Regions from separate parts of the Anser cygnoides genome. Here region 2 is linked to region 1. A link is a contact called in public Hi-C data. All regions are on one chromosome and are shown on one strand. Each heading gives the region's core, a stretch centred on a gene start, on an enhancer-like site or on the middle of the called end of the contact. The rest is flanking DNA. Distances are from core to core; before and after follow the strand shown. Region 1 holds the start of CCDC13 (coiled-coil domain containing 13). Region 2 holds the start of NKTR (natural killer cell triggering receptor).

Region 1 (7,501 bases), core at 3,579-6,078:
ATGGTTCCTCCAAATGTACAATCTAGAAATCAGGGCCGCGGGGGCTCAATCAAACCGTGGGCACGCAGGCATCTACCCGAGACGCCCCAGATTTATCAGAGCCCCCTGTGTGAGGCCAGCAGAAACGATGCAGTGCCCTTGTCTGAGTCCCATGGGGATGCTCCTGATGTACCCTCGGGCACCCCAAATACCACCAGGCACCTATGGCAGGCGGCTGAACTGAGCCTTAGGTTCCCATTACCTGCAGCGCGACCTGGGTAGCTACATTGTGGTGGTTAAATCAGAGCCCCACACCTTTAGCCTACACAGGGCCTGCTCCAGACTGCAGCCGAAGCAGGAAGCAGGCAGCCTGAGTGATCGTAGAGGGTTGGATGTAGGCCAGTTGTTCCAGTGTATGGCTGTGGATATAAGCATAACGAGAGGGATAAAAGCGTTTAGGACGAGAGGGAATGGCCTCAAGCTGCGCCAGGGGAGGTTCAGGTTGGAGATGAGGAGACATTTCTGCTCAGAAAGAGCAGTCAGGCGTTGGGACGGGTTGCCCAGGGAGGTGGTGGCGTCACCGTCCCTGGGGGTGTTCAAGGAAAGGTTGGACGTGGTGCCTGGGGACATGGTTTAGTGGTGACATTGGTGGGAGGGGGATGTTGGACCAGATGATCTCGGAGGGCTTTTCCAGCCCTAATGGTTCTGTGATTCTATAACCACAGCCGGATGTCGGCTTTCTCAATAGCTACCTGCACATTTTCTCTTCAAGTTTTAGCAAGCCTTTGGCTCAAACTGGGCTTTAGCTGTTAAATGCACGCTGCATGTGTGCATGTCAGAATAAATGACCCCTTAAAGCACTGTCACAAACAGCAGAGTCAATTTATAAGATGATTCACAATCCGTAATTAAGCAGTGCACGTCTGTTCCAGAGCTGCAAATCAAAGGGAGATCAAAGGCAGCTGTTTACAAAGGAGAAGAAAGAAAGCAGCAATCTAAGCAGAGAAAAGACAAAACTAAGTTATTCCCACATGTACCACTCACAGAAGTGAACAAAACCATGCAGTTTTAATGAGGGATACACAGAAACATTTTCAACCTTTACGGAACTAACACGAAAAAACGGTTCTAAGCTCCCGGCACACCTGGTCAGCGATGTCTGCCCTGGAGCTGGCTTCCACATGGTAACAAATAGATGGAAATCCCAACTGCAAAGAGCTGGAGTCTCCTCTGAGAGACTTTGACGCGTTACAGAGGAGGTTCTACCCAAGTGGTTCAGCAATGGAAAGTCAGACAAAAGCAGCAGGCCACAGAAAGCCAACCTGTTTTACTGCAGTTCAAGGGAAGAGAGCTGGGGAAGCTTGTGAGCAAGGGCTGTGACTGGAATTCAGTGTTTTTCCCCGCTCTGTTAGGGATTCTCCACGTGATGGGGAAAATCACTTAATCTGAAACGCACCAAACAGACCAGGGAGGATAAAGTCACACGCGCACGCACACAAACAAAACCAAAAAGATGGACTGAAATGTCAGCTAAGCGCTTGCCTGACCAAAATTTGGATGCAGGAACAGAAAGATGGAAAAATGAGCTCCCGAGGCCCAGAGGAAGGGAGACTTCTGGGCAGAGAATGCTTTCAGGGCGCTGCTGTAAACAGCACCGCCACGCTCAAGTCGCCGCCGCTGCAGACCATACGGAGGGAGCCCTGGTTCTCTGAAACGTGTTCCTAACGTCTTATCTTGGCAATCCTGCAAAGCAGCATCCGCGCATCCTGGTGAATCCCCTCCAGAAGCAAATCCTGATTGGATTTGATACACTCATAACCACTCTTCTGCCAAATGTAGATGTACCTGAACAAAGGGCAACACAAATAAACCTGCAGCGTGCTACACCTGCTACGTCAAAACGGGGCTTTGAACAGTCAGTGCTGCTGAACGCAGAGGTAAGCAACAGCTCCTGAATTACTCAGACCTCAGTTTCTGAACTGTAGGTGGCAGAGAAGCAGCCCCAGAGTCGCTGGGACTCTCTTGTACTCTGCACCTCGCTGCACCAGGATGTTACAGGAGCTCCTAAGCCCTAATGCCCAAAGAAATCCACACGCGAAATGTGGGAATGAGTCTCCCCCTGCATTTAAAGAGAAAGAACTGATTCAAATCTCCTCGCTGACCTGTACATGCTATCAGAGAAAATGCTGAAGGGACGAGGACAGCTGGCAGAGGTCAGAGCAGAAGCTTACACTGGCCAATCAGCCAGCCACAGAGAGGGACCTGTGTGTGAAGGAGGGAACGGATGGCGCAAGGAGGAGAGCACCAGGTTACTCCTGGACGCTCGGCTCCCTGTTTTGTACAAACACCACGTTCCCAGAAGCACCTGAAAGTTTCAGTGGGCTCGCTCCCAGGCTCCCTGCATCACCACAGGAGCCCTGCTGCAGCTTCTGTACTCAGGCATTCAAGGAAGCGATCTTCAGAAGAAGCTGATCAGGGAGCTGCCCAGAGTAACACAGAAGGAAGACCAGCATTTAGGGCCCAATAAACCTTGCTTAGTGGCCTGATAAACCTCGGTAGAGGTGCCCTTCCCACTCTGGATTCTGGGAGGGAAAACTGTCTCAAAGGTATACACCTCAGTGCATGTACCACAGCACGTCACCCTATCGTGACGCCAATAAAACAGCTTGTGGGGCTAAAGCTGTAATCTGGATCACTGGAATGACCCGAGATAAAACTACCCTTGCCCCAGAAAGTGAATTCAATTTCCAGCACAGCCCTGAAAACAGCTGTGTCGGCACAGGCGCAAGTAGAGAGCAGAAGCGGGAATTTCTTAGGCTGCCTTCGCCACTAACAGGGGGCAAATCCCAGAACAGCCAACGCTGTGCTAACTGCAGACATCTCCGGGATGTGTCCAGTTCCAGACCTGTTCCAGTCTGCGAAAATAAATTAATTAGGTCGGAAGGAGACACTGACTACATCCTAGAAGGAGGATGAATGATCTGAGCTGGGGTTCCAAATCTGCGCCAGTAAACTGATTTCTGCACTCAGCTCCAAAAGCAAGATTCAGGAAGATCCACAGCAGAATGCCCAGCGTCCAGGCAATCCAGATACTCACCAGTGGGTGAGGTAAGGCCCAAACCCTTGCCACCAGGAAGATTTACAACCCTAACTTGTACATCCCTGTCAAGTATCTTACCTGTGAGGCAACCCCACCCATGAGACTCTCCTATATTTCATCTCCTGTGGCTGTCTTTTGACTTACTAAATCATGTCACACTGCACAGGTACGTGGGGAACACTGTCCTGGGCTGCAGGCCTTTGGCTTGTACCCATTAGCTGCATGACGCGTTGCACACACTGGTCTTTGGAAATTATTGGTGTAGGAAACCTGTTTACAAGGCGAGGCAGGAGCTAACCAGCAGCTCAAAGGGCATTAGTGATCGTGGAGCGACTGGAGGTGGGCAGATGGCGCCCAGCTGCCCTTAGCACGTCACCTCAACCCCTCTGTCCTTCCTTCAGCTCTTCGTTTGTGAAACTCGGATAACAAAATGCACCTAACAGTGCTCTGAGGCTAAACGCACCAGAGACAGCGAGAGTCTTCTCAGGCTACTGAAAGCCTAACACATGAGGACAAAGTGCTCTCTTATTGTGAGTTTCATAAGATCATAAGCAAAACACAGTTCTGTGACCTCCTGAGGGAACAGTGCTGCTACACCTTTACCTTTTGCTGTCATCTTCAGTTACAGGTTGTTCTGTTTCAAACAGGTTTAGATCATTCGGGATGCCGAAAGTCTCCTTTGCATTGCCATTGTTAACCTTCTGACTGCTCTGCTTGTCCTTTTTCCTCTCCATTAGATTCTGCAGCTTTCTTTGCTGTTGTTCCTGAAGAGCCTTAAACTGGCTTTTAAAATGCTCCTGTGCTTTGATGTCTGACTCCATGGTTTACTAAAAGCATCGCAGGAGGAAAATGAAGAGCAACAGAGACCAGAGATCAACATCACATTCAAAACATCCTCTTCTAACAGCTGCTTTGTAGTTTTTCCACCCCGACCTTTGCCGTCTCCCTGCCACCTCCTCCTCCTCCTCTCAGCCACTGCGCTCCTCAGCCTCACAGCCTCGCTTTAAGGGCCCTTTTTTTCCATAAACGGCTTTCAAGCAGAAAAGCCTTTAGGTCTTTTTCGCTCTAGCATTCAAAAAGCAATGCTTTAAAACGCTTGTAAACGTATCTGTTTAAAAGAAACGTTTTTAGAGAAGAGCAAGTTGGAGGAAAACCCAAGCAAACAGAGCAACCAAACCACGCAACTTCTAGTTTTTATGACTAAAAGGAACGCAGGCTGGTTGCAGCCCAGGCCCATGCAGCCTTCCTCCCCAGGTTTCAAAAAAAAACCCAAATCCCCCCATTTTTGGGGCTAAGCTGGGACCGACAATGAGAGATCTCTGCTTATCCTAAACACCAGCAGCGCGGCTTACAACTTTCCCCTCAATTTCCAAGCAGCGAGTGCCACCCAACGTGACCCACGGGCACGGAGCAGGTCCCGAGGGCCCCACCACAGCTCAGACTCCCCTCGGGGGGGGGGGGGGGTGTCCCCGCATGGCTGCCCCCAGGGGCCTGACCAGGCCGCGCTGCCTCCCTCAGCCCCAAGCCTTCGGCCCACGCCTCCCTCCCTTCCAGACCTCCTCCGGCCGCCTCCCCCCACCCCCTGGGCCCACCTACGCCGCCCCCCGCAGCCCCCAGCCCGGCGGCGGCGCCCCCGCAGCAAGGCCCGGGCGCAGGCTTCAGGCTCCCGGCTAGGCCGCGGCCTCACACGGCTGCCATAGCAACGGGCGGGTGGCCCGGGCCGCGCATGCGCCTTGAGCCGGCCGCCATCTTAGCGCCCTTGCCCCCCCGTCCCGCGGGGCTGTAGGGCGGCCGCGGGTGAACGCAGCTCCTTCTGCCCGCCCCCGTTCCGCCCTTCTGAGGGAGGGCTGGGGTCCTCCATAGCAGCCCCCTGCCCTCTCAGGGTTTTTTTTTTTTTTAAATCCCTATGTACCCCCTCACACAGTCCCCACCCCCCCCACCCCGGAGGTTTTGCACACAGGGGGAGCCCCACCATAAATCCCCAGTCAAAACTCAACCAGCTCGTCTCCATTGCTCACGGCTGTTTATTCACATCATATTTTATTTGTATCATATCACACGCTGCTCTCAACAAATCACACCGGTGCAGGGTGTATCTTGCTTTATTAGACCTCCTCTTGTCACACTGCCACCATGGAATGTAAGCTCGTCGGAGAAAATCTTGCCGGTTTTCTACAAATTTGCTTCATGAACACGTTTTTGTGACTGCTGTTAAGAGATTCAAGGGGTTCCTGTGTAAAATAACACTGGCGCTTTGCAGAGAAAGATTTTACGCCTCACAAAGTATGAGGGCGGCTTTTCAGATTCAAACGTTTTAAAACTTCTGTGGGGAATGGTACTGCAAAAGTCAGAGCTAGATCATATTTTAAAAGCATTAGAACAAATCAAAGTGCATTTCAAATGTTACATTTAAATGTTACTCAGAAGAACACTGTAAATAAAGTTACAAAATACAGTAATCAAAGCATCTGAAAACCTATAGTAAAAATAGGGAGCCGGTGTTTTCATTAACAATTAATAAATATAACATTTAAATAGCTGAAACACACCACGTACTTATCTTATGCCTTAAATAAAAAAATAAAATAGATGTCTATAGGTATCTCGATGTTTTAGAAGTCAGTGCTGCTAGAAGCTTCTAAATTACACAGCTGGAGGCTGACAAATATACAGGACAGGAAGTGACAGCAGAACATTCACAGCATTCTCAATGCTACCTTACAGATGGGGCCTCTACCTAAGAGAAGCTAGTTCAAACTTCGTCACTTTGGGCAACAGCAGCAAGAGAAGTCACCAATTGCAGGATTGAGCTAACACTCAAGGGGAAGATAAAGTGATTGTACTCTACTATATCCCCTAAAAATTGGGATAGAGTAGTGTAAATCAAAAAGAACCAGACCCTGATACCCATTTTACCTACTATGCAATCATTCAGACTGCCAGCCTCGGGACAGCGTACCATACACAAAATAAAGGGCAATTCTCTCAAGCCACGTATTTTTTTTCCCTCAAGAACCCCTCAATATTAAGTTGATAGCTGCAGTACACAGGCCACCACCAGGACAGAGGTTTAGGTTCTTCCATTATTCCTTGGGCTTTATCACATACTCCCGTAGCATTGAATACAGCACACCTGCATGACAAAAAAAAAGTATTAGAAAGCTGGGTTAAATATGAAATGAAGGGTTTCAAAATCTGAACACTGAAGTTCTGAGAAACCAAAGTAATATTTCCCTTACTCTTCTGTTTCATCCTCTCTTTAAACAGCCATGATGAACACTACAGAATTCTTTATACACAGGAACTTTTCCTAGTTTAGTGGTATGCAGATCCCCAGCCAACTCTAGTTCACTTTGCAGCCAAAGTCAAGCTTTGCTCTTTTACCTCCTGGGAATACAGTACAGGCAAACAGTGTTTCATGGGATATAAATTCACACACATACACAGCCGAAACACTTAGATGAGACCCAGGAAGCTGACTTTCCAGTGCATTAAGTTCAGAAACAGCAACATATTTTCAAGGGAAAATATTAACAGCAGATGGCCTTTTTTTCTTTGCCTCTAATTTCCGTATCTGTAAAACCACACATACTGTCCACATCTAAAAGTGGTCAAAACTTCTACTCCTAAAGTTAGTGGAGTTTAATATTGAATATATGTACTTAAACAGTATGTGAACTCTAGGAAGAGTGATCAAAGAGGCATAAATATTTATATGTAGTAGCCCGAATGTTTCCACCCCGAGGGTTTTTAACACATGCCGATGTTATCCACCAGCAGAAGAGGTGTGAGAGGGTTTACATGACCCAAAGGACCCATGACAAGAACCTCCTGCTCGGTACCTACCACACGTTATTGCTCCCACGACGAAGCCCTGGGCTGCCACACGCATGTGAATCAGGTGAAGCGACATTTTCATGTTCCCTCGGTGCTTCAGTTTGTACAGCCCATAGCCCACCACCGCGGCGAAGCCAGCCATCCCTGCAAAGGAAGGAAGGCATTCCTATGAGTAAAAATCACCTCCGACATCTCAGTGGCATTGATCTATCTAAACAAGAAATCCTGGGACTACGCCTGGTTTTGCCCAACGCTATTTTTGCGTAGAGGTCCCTTTTCTTCCTACTGCTTTCACTTGAGTGCCATCTCCTTTAACACACAGCGGGCAGAACAATGATTTCCGCTGGTGTTAAAACGCGACAGCAGACTCTCGCAGTACATTCTCAGGGTGTCACGGAGTTTCCTTGGTATTTTTCAGAGGGCACAAGCGCCGCTCGCTTTCTTAGAAGGAACCTCACACCAAGAACACCGCTCGGCTTCAGCCAGGACACTCAGTGCTGCTGGTGCACGGGTGCATCCCGACATGCCACCTGCCCGCCGAGGGTGTTATTTTGGGTTGTCACATTTGGCGTGCTTTCACCGGGA
Region 2 (7,501 bases), core at 3,010-5,509, 140 kb before region 1:
TGAAAGAGTGATTCCCGAAGATCTCCCTTGCCAAATGGGAAATGGGCCAGCTATCATCAAAGGCAGGTGCTAGTGGCAGTCCGCCTGCCCAAACCTCCCGATCTCCCTCTGCACATGCAGCATTCGCATTTCAGTAGCCTGGGGTTCCCATTTTACTCGGTCCTGCCAGAGCAGGAGCCACAAAGCGCCTCTCCTGCCAGCCTCCATAAGCACCCACCCCTATAATGCTCCCTGTAACGCGGGCAGGAGCTTCCTGCTGGCCATGCGCAGCTCATCAGCATCTTGGCATTCGGTGTATGGAAAAATGTCAGATATTACTGACACGGTGTGGATTTTGATCAGCAGCCTAGAGCTGACAGATTTTGCTGTTTGCTACTTATCCCCAAGCCATCTAGTTCCCTTTAGCACTCTGAACTCCTCACTCCAATGCTGGCACGTGTGGTTTTTAATTTAGTACCTTTTCACTGGTTAAGTTTGCTTAACAGATAACTGCCTGTCGGCTTTTACTTTTAACTTTGTGTTTGCTTAACAGCGAGGCTTTTCATAATTAAAGCCATTTTTCTGTTATTCCAGCATGCAATATTTATACTTCAGAAAAAAAATACCGAAGAAATGGTTTTGCATGACTGAACTACTGAAGGAAACACTCGCAGTCCTCCTCTGTTCTACCACGGTAACACAAGCTTTTAAATTTAGCTGGAGAAATTTCTGGCTCCTTCATCCGGTGTCTCTCGACGTTCATCATTTGTGACCCTCGCGAAGAGCTCTGAGTCAGTTCTCTCGGCACCAACACCTCGTATCCGTTCACACTGGATGAGATCCACGCGGAGCAGCCACAGAGCGAGATCAAGAATAAGCAGTCATGGATTTGTCTCAGAGAAGTATTTTGAGCACCACCACCACAACCAACATGATGGCAAGCTACATTGAAAATTCCTCCTCTTTCTTATCTAAGGTGCCTGCAAACCACAAATGAGGTAAGAAGCTAGTCAGCACGCAAGGAACACACCAGAGGTTTTTAGGACACCGGGCCCTCTACAATATTACAGTTGACAAATTAAATGTAACAGCGATGGCAACACCTAGAATTGCATAAGAAAGAACTGATCAACAACTCGTTGCTCATAAAAAAGCTTGCTTTCAGTTTCAGACCTAGGCTCTACCTACGGAGATATCTTTTATCCAAAAAGATAACCAAAAGCCTCTATAAATACCTAAACGTTAACCTTGAAACAACAGCTGGTTAGGTAGAGCTTCCATGGCCACGTTTAGACTAATACTTATTAGGACAATTAAAGACACTTTGGAAAATAAAGACCATGTCCCAGTTTGAGTGGTTTCCCCCTGATTTGCACGTAGGTCGCAGAACCTCGTATTATTCAAAAGCAATTTGTCATCCATAACTCCGCTGCCTTGCCACACAGGCCACAATCCCCCTCAAACAGCCTCCGTCCACGGTCGCTGAAATCAATGGGGACTTTGTCGCTGTTTCAATGGGCACAGGACATTTCCAGAACAGCATCTGCAGCAGTTCCCACATAGGAACACCAGGAGTGATCTCCATTTGTAACTAAATGTTTCACGTTTCAAAAGACTGGCCTCAAATATGCTTTAGATATTTTTTTTTTTAATGTCTTTCTTCCACCAGGCTGCATATTCATCAGCTTTAGTCCTAGAGATGATCTTAAGAGCTTCTCCCAGGGGACCAGAAACTTCTTTCTAATTTGCGTCTTTATTAAAATAATCACAGCTTGAAATTAACTTTTTTGTTTTAATTGCTCACAATCTTTGCTACTTGCATGAAAAGCAAGTAGCACATTTCCATGCCTTTTATGAGTCTTTTGCTTATTTCTTTGTCCATTTGCCTTTAGCAAGCAATTCATATTCCAAACACAGAAAAGCAAGAAATTGCAGGTAAAGAGAAATTAATTAACAGTTTATTTTAGCTCAGGAGAAAAAAAAATAAATAATAAAAAAGCAAAAACATCAAAATGTAACCATACAATATTTATTGTTTGGGAAAGATTAGGGAAATCAAGAAGACTTATTTTCAAATGTTCATTTTGGAAAGGAAATCCTATAGAGCTACTTAATTTATACCTGATATTTCTACTTGAATACCTAGTATTAATTTCTCAGTAGCTTTGTTTCAGTTTTTGTTTCAGTAGCTTCAGTTTCTAGTTTTAAAGTGAGGCAAATAATAGCCTTCTATATTATAAAGGCATTTCATAAATAGTTTAGGGCCAGACTATGCCACATTTTATGTTGTGCGATAGCCTACAATGCAAGTATCCCTAAAGGACGTCTGCAACAGCTCCAAAGACCAGCTTCCTGAGGGAGCACTCGCACAACCAGGTATTAGGGACAGTAAGGAATGCCAGAATCCGGCTGTTAAAACTTCGTCGGATGCTCAAATGCTGTGGTGACAGCAGCCATAAAAGCTATAGATCAAGTACACCTAAAACAATTCCACTTTGTTACATTCCCATTGTCGAAAGCATCCCTTGATCTCAGTGCTGCCACTGTTTATTCTCAGCACATTTCATTTTTCTTATCTAAGACCTCTGAATTTCTCTGTGGACAAGGACATAAGTGCAGATACTGCTGCCAAGTAAAACTACTGCAATGAGTTCTGCTTTGTACAACTTTTGAAAAACACAGAAACAGATCGCTTCTTGGGTGGTGAGGGCTTAGTAAGGGTGTCCCTTCTGCTCAGAAAGGTACAAGTCATAGAATCACAGAACCATTAAGGTTGGAAAAGCCCTCCAAGATCATCTGGTCCAACCCCCCCCCGCCACCAATGTCACCATTAAACCATGTCCCCAAGCACCACGTCCAACCTCTCCCTGAACACCCCCAGGGACGGTGACGCCACCACCTCCCTGGGCAACCCGTCCCAATGCCTGACTGCTCTTTCTGAGAAGAAATGTCTCCTCATTTCCAACCTGAACCTCCCCTGGCGCAACTTGAGGCCATTCCCTCTAGTCCTATCACTAGTTATCTGCGAGAAGAGGCCAACCCCCAGCCCACACACCTTCCTTTCAGGTAGTTTTAGAGAGCAATGAGGTCTACCCGAGCCCCCTCTTCTCCAGACTAACTATTCTCCAGACTAAACTTATTACTTCCAGAAAGTCTTCTTTCTGGAAGCAATACAAGACATCTCTCGCACAGAGTGGTGGGGCTGTGCTTTAGATGGAGTCTGTACGAGATGTAGCTGCCGCAGGTCGTGCAGGGTACGTGCTCTGCTGCCTTCCACCATCTCCTACAAAAAGATGACTCTGTAAGGATGCGAACAAAGTAATTACACAAATGAGATGGATATGAGGGGACACATGAAAAGCTGTTGTAAGCTGCTGGGCATCCTTGCTGTGAGGGATGCCTGAAGGATGTCATAGGCTCAAAGTGAGCAGGGGATTTATGTAGTTAGCAAGGAGACTGGCACCTCTAACCTGAACAACTTGACAGTTCAGTAATTAGTAAAGAGCTTTTTTTTTCCAGGCCCTGGGATGGTCTAATATCCCGAATTTAACATATATATATATTGGCCTCTTCTCGCAGATAACCGAAGATAGGACAAGAGGGAATGGTCTTGAGTTGTATGTACCAGGGGAGGTTCAGGTTGGAAATGAGGAGACATTTCTGCTCAGAAAGAGTGGTCAGGCGTTGGGACGGGTTGCCCAGGGAGGTGGTGGCGTCACCGTCCCTGGGGGTGTTCAAGGAGAGGTTGGACGCGGTGCTTGGGGACATGGTTTGGTGGTGACATTGGTGGTAGGGGGGTGGTTGGACCAGATGGAGGGCTTTTCCAGCCCTAATGATTCTGTGATTCTGTATATGAGCTGCTGTAATAATGACATTTCCTTCAGCTCCTCCTGACGCTGGCTGAAGGAAGCACCGAGGAACCGGGAGCATGACCAGGGACAAATCGCGGCGAGCGTTTCGGTCAGGACCTGCCCCAGGTGCTCAGACACCCCCAAACGGCAGAACCACAGCGTTAAAAACACAGGTGTTAAAAACAACCAAACACCCCTTAAAAACGACCAAAAAAAAAAAATCCCCCCTCAGCCGGGGGAACGCAACATGGCCGCGCCCCGCGGGGGGCTCCTTCCCCTCAGGGAGCGGCGCGAAACCGCTGAGGGCGGGGGGAGGGAGGGAGGGAGAGGAGGGGGCGCGGCGCGCACGCGCGCGGCGGGGCGGGGCGGGGCCGTGCCGAGCCGAGCCGGGCCAAGGGGCGGGGCCGTGCCCAAGGGGGGCAGGGGGCGGGGGGCGGCGCCTGAGCGCGGCCGGTTCATGGCGCCCGGGCCGGGGGGGGGAGGGCGAGGGGGCGCGGAGCGGGGACAAAGCGCAGGGGCCGTCAGGTAAAGGGGGGGGAGGGCAGGGCAGGGCAGGGCAGGGCAGGGCTTGGGGGGCGCCCCATTTTATCCCGTTTTTTCCCTTCCCCCCTCCCTTTCCTCCCCTCACTTACACGGTGAGGGGAGAGGGTTCTCCTCACGGGGCCGGGCCCGGCCCGGCTCGGCTCGGCTCAGCCCCCGGCGGTTTCTCTCCGTGGGCAGGTGGTGAGGGCGAGGGGGCAGCCATGGGGGTGCAGGACCGGCCCCAGTGCTTCTTCGACATCGAGATCAACCGGGACCCAGGTACGGGGGGGTTGGGGGGGCTGGGGGAGGAGGAACAGGAATTTGGGGGGCCGAGGGGGCAGGGGTTTGGGGGCCGGGGGGGGTCGGCAGGGGTTTGGGGGGCTGGCAGTAATTTGGGGAGCCCCTTTGGGGCGTGTGGGGCTGTGGAAGGGGGGTCTGGGTCCTGCTGGAAGTGCGCTAATTACCCCTAATTAACAGGGGGCTGCTGCCCCCCTCCTGCCCCGGGGTGGGCATAAAGGGCCGGCCTGCTTTAAAACAAGGAAGAGAAATGTCTCAGAACTCTTCTTTTCCACGCAGAAAGCGTGGCCGGTGTGGCTAGCTGGGGGTTAGCCCTGCTGGCCCCTGGCTGCAGGGGGGCTCCTGGTCCTGGGCTCCCAGCACCCGGTGCCTCCCGGCCCCGCAGCTCTCTCACAGCAAGATTTCGTAGCCTCCTTGTGCTTTTGCTTTCATTTTCTGCCTCAGTCTTTCTCCAAAGGACTTAGAAAATGGAGATTTAAAAACTCTTGCCGCAGGTTTGCCTTGCGTTCAGGCACGGCTGTCAGGCGTTGGGCTTGCTCCCAAACTTCAGCCCAAATTCGGCTCCGGTGGCCCGAGAGGGCTCCTGTGTAAATCCCTTAAGGTTTACGTTTGAGTTCCTTTGGTTAGCGTTTCAGAACTCATTTCTGATGAGCAAAACGCTAAAGGAAGTGGAGTTTTAACGCCGTGCTTTAAATCCAGATTTACTGGGGAATTAGGCTACTAAAAGCTGCTTTATTGTGGCGGGGTCTCTGGTGTGGGAGCTGTGGTTTGAGGCTGAGCCTTCGCCGAATTTCCGTCTTTGGCAGGGATTTTCGATGGGGCTCCTCATCTGGGGGACCTCTCCTTACTGTCTGTATGCTCGCAGCCCCGCTCCCACTTGGTTTTCCCTCCTGTTTGTTACCTTCTCGTCCCTCCTCAGCCTTGTGAATCCCGAAAGCAGCAGGTTACCTCGTTTTCCCTCATGTCTGCTAGGATTTGGTGGCTGGTGCTGCTGTCGGCGAGGAATCACGCTGTTAGGTTCCTGGTGGTGCAGAGCTTAAGTTACCTGGCGTAGGCGCGGGGCTCGGCTCTGTTGCTGCCAGTATTTATTTTCCCTTTAAAACGGGGTGAACGTGAAATGCAGAGCCCTGCTGCTTTTATTTCACCTGATTAATCACTCGTATTTTTGCAGGGAAGCATGTCAGTGAATAAAATACTGGTGCAGGACTCGTGCGTAACGTGGCTGTGCTACTGTATGCGAGCGTCTGTTTATCAATTTCCTATACAACTCTATCTCGGGATGTAAAGTTGCATTTAAGAAACTTAAACATCCCCCTGTGGCTGTGAGGTGACCTTCAAGAGCCGAATGAAGTGTGAGTGATACAGCAGTGCTTCCAGATGACACGAAGCGTTAGCTCTGCGAGATGGAGTGTCCTGCCGATACTAGGGTGGTACTAATTTTAACTTCCAAACTGCCAGCAGTTTGCCAAATTAACATTTTGCTTATCTGGCCTTAATGCCATCAGCCTAGCTGCTTGTTTATTTTTATTGAATGTAGGGAGAAAGACCTGGAGGAAAGAACAGCGCTGCATTTCTTGCTAGCCAGGAAGCAAAGCATTGGCCCCTGCCCTGTATGCACTAAGAAATCAAAGTAACATCTCCCAAGAAAATGCAGAGAATCAGGACGTGCCTCTCGCTGCAGGAGACATCTCGCCTGCAGGACAGGGAACTGTGTCATTTTTGAGCGTTGATTGCTTGGAGACCAGCAGTGTTCCCCCAACTCTCAGCTTTCCCTTCCCCGATTGCGTTTACCCCGTGGCTGTGCAGATACCTGTAGCAATTAAAAATAGGAGCGCGGTGCACAGATCGGGTTAGGAGGAGCTGCAAAAGGTGGTGTGTGAGAGGGGAGAGGAGCGCGGAGTGTGAATTAGTTCTGCTGTTTAACTAGATCCCTTACAAAACAGGGAGATGAACGGTGTGGCTTTGGTCATGCTTTCAGAAGCTGCGTTACAGCTTTTGTGCCTCCGTGTGTGTTTGGTAACTTCAGCTGCAGAATCTCGAAATGAAACTTGTGCCCCTGCTGGTACGGGCTTCTTGCTCGGGGCAGACTTTGTAGGCTTGGTTTCAGTGTTTTCAGCGTAACTCGAAATTTAGACTACTTTAAATAAATTGCCTCTTCATTTTCATGAACGCACATTGTGGTATTTTTTTTTTTTTAAAAAGCAAAAGGAGATGAAATCAGGAATAAGGATGTGTTGTGATAGTTGCACAGGCAGCACTTGTCCCTCGTTTTGGGTCCCTCCCAGCTCAGACACCCAGAGCGTGCCCAAGTAAACTCCTTGCAGTAAGCCAAGAATCTGGGGATGGCAGCAGATGCCTCTCTAAATAATATTGGCTTTGCTCTGTGGTGCAAAACCTGTGTGGATCTTCTGTTCTGACCGCGATACCCGAGCCTGATGCCTGGCTAGGGTGTCACGTATGTAGCCTGCTGCTGTAGCAGTTCGCGTGGCCGTGCCAATTTTTTCTTCCCCATTCGTGCTGCTGGCCGGCTTTGTCCATCAGAAAACAAGTTACGCGTGGGTTTGCTTTGTTTCGTTGCTCTTCACGATAGGCTTTTCCTTATTCTTATCATTTTTTTTCTCGTGCCTTCTATTGTTGCTTGACCTCTTGTTCATTTTTCCTTTCACTTTGGTTTCTTTTCGTCCCGTCGGTCCCTTTGTCAGGCAGGCTGTTCCTTCGTTACTTTTCTCCTTCTAGTCTCCGGTCTGAATTTACATTAAATAAGCTCCACCGCAACAGTCATCGTAGGACTGTCTGCATTAATAGGGCCCGGGAGCCCTCATGGGGTCTTTCTTGCCCTTCCTGAGGAGATG

The links. A called contact is a pair of places that touch in the nucleus more often than the background predicts.
Region 2: a contact with region 1 is called in a Hi-C map of liver, with 3 times the contacts expected there. The contact joins the promoter of NKTR here to the promoter of CCDC13 in region 1. A contact is called at or near these places in 3 of 7 Hi-C or Micro-C datasets (granulosa cells and liver).

Annotation. Positions count from the first base shown.
Region 1 is chr2:3,475,845-3,483,345 of Taihu_goose_T2T_genome, reverse strand. It overlaps CCDC13 (coiled-coil domain containing 13), which reads right to left and starts at 4,828. Exons shown (of 16, transcript XM_048062293.2): 1 at 4,672-4,828; 2 at 3,683-3,906. The coding sequence starts at 3,900. It overlaps HIGD1A (HIG1 hypoxia inducible domain family member 1A), which reads right to left. Exons shown (of 4, transcript XM_048062301.2): 3 at 6,926-7,060; 4 at 5,086-6,212. The coding sequence ends at 6,163.
Region 2 is chr2:3,616,847-3,624,347 of Taihu_goose_T2T_genome, reverse strand. NKTR (natural killer cell triggering receptor) reads left to right here and starts at 4,259. Exons shown (of 17, transcript XM_066991387.1): 1 at 4,259-4,355; 2 at 4,551-4,631. The coding sequence starts at 4,574.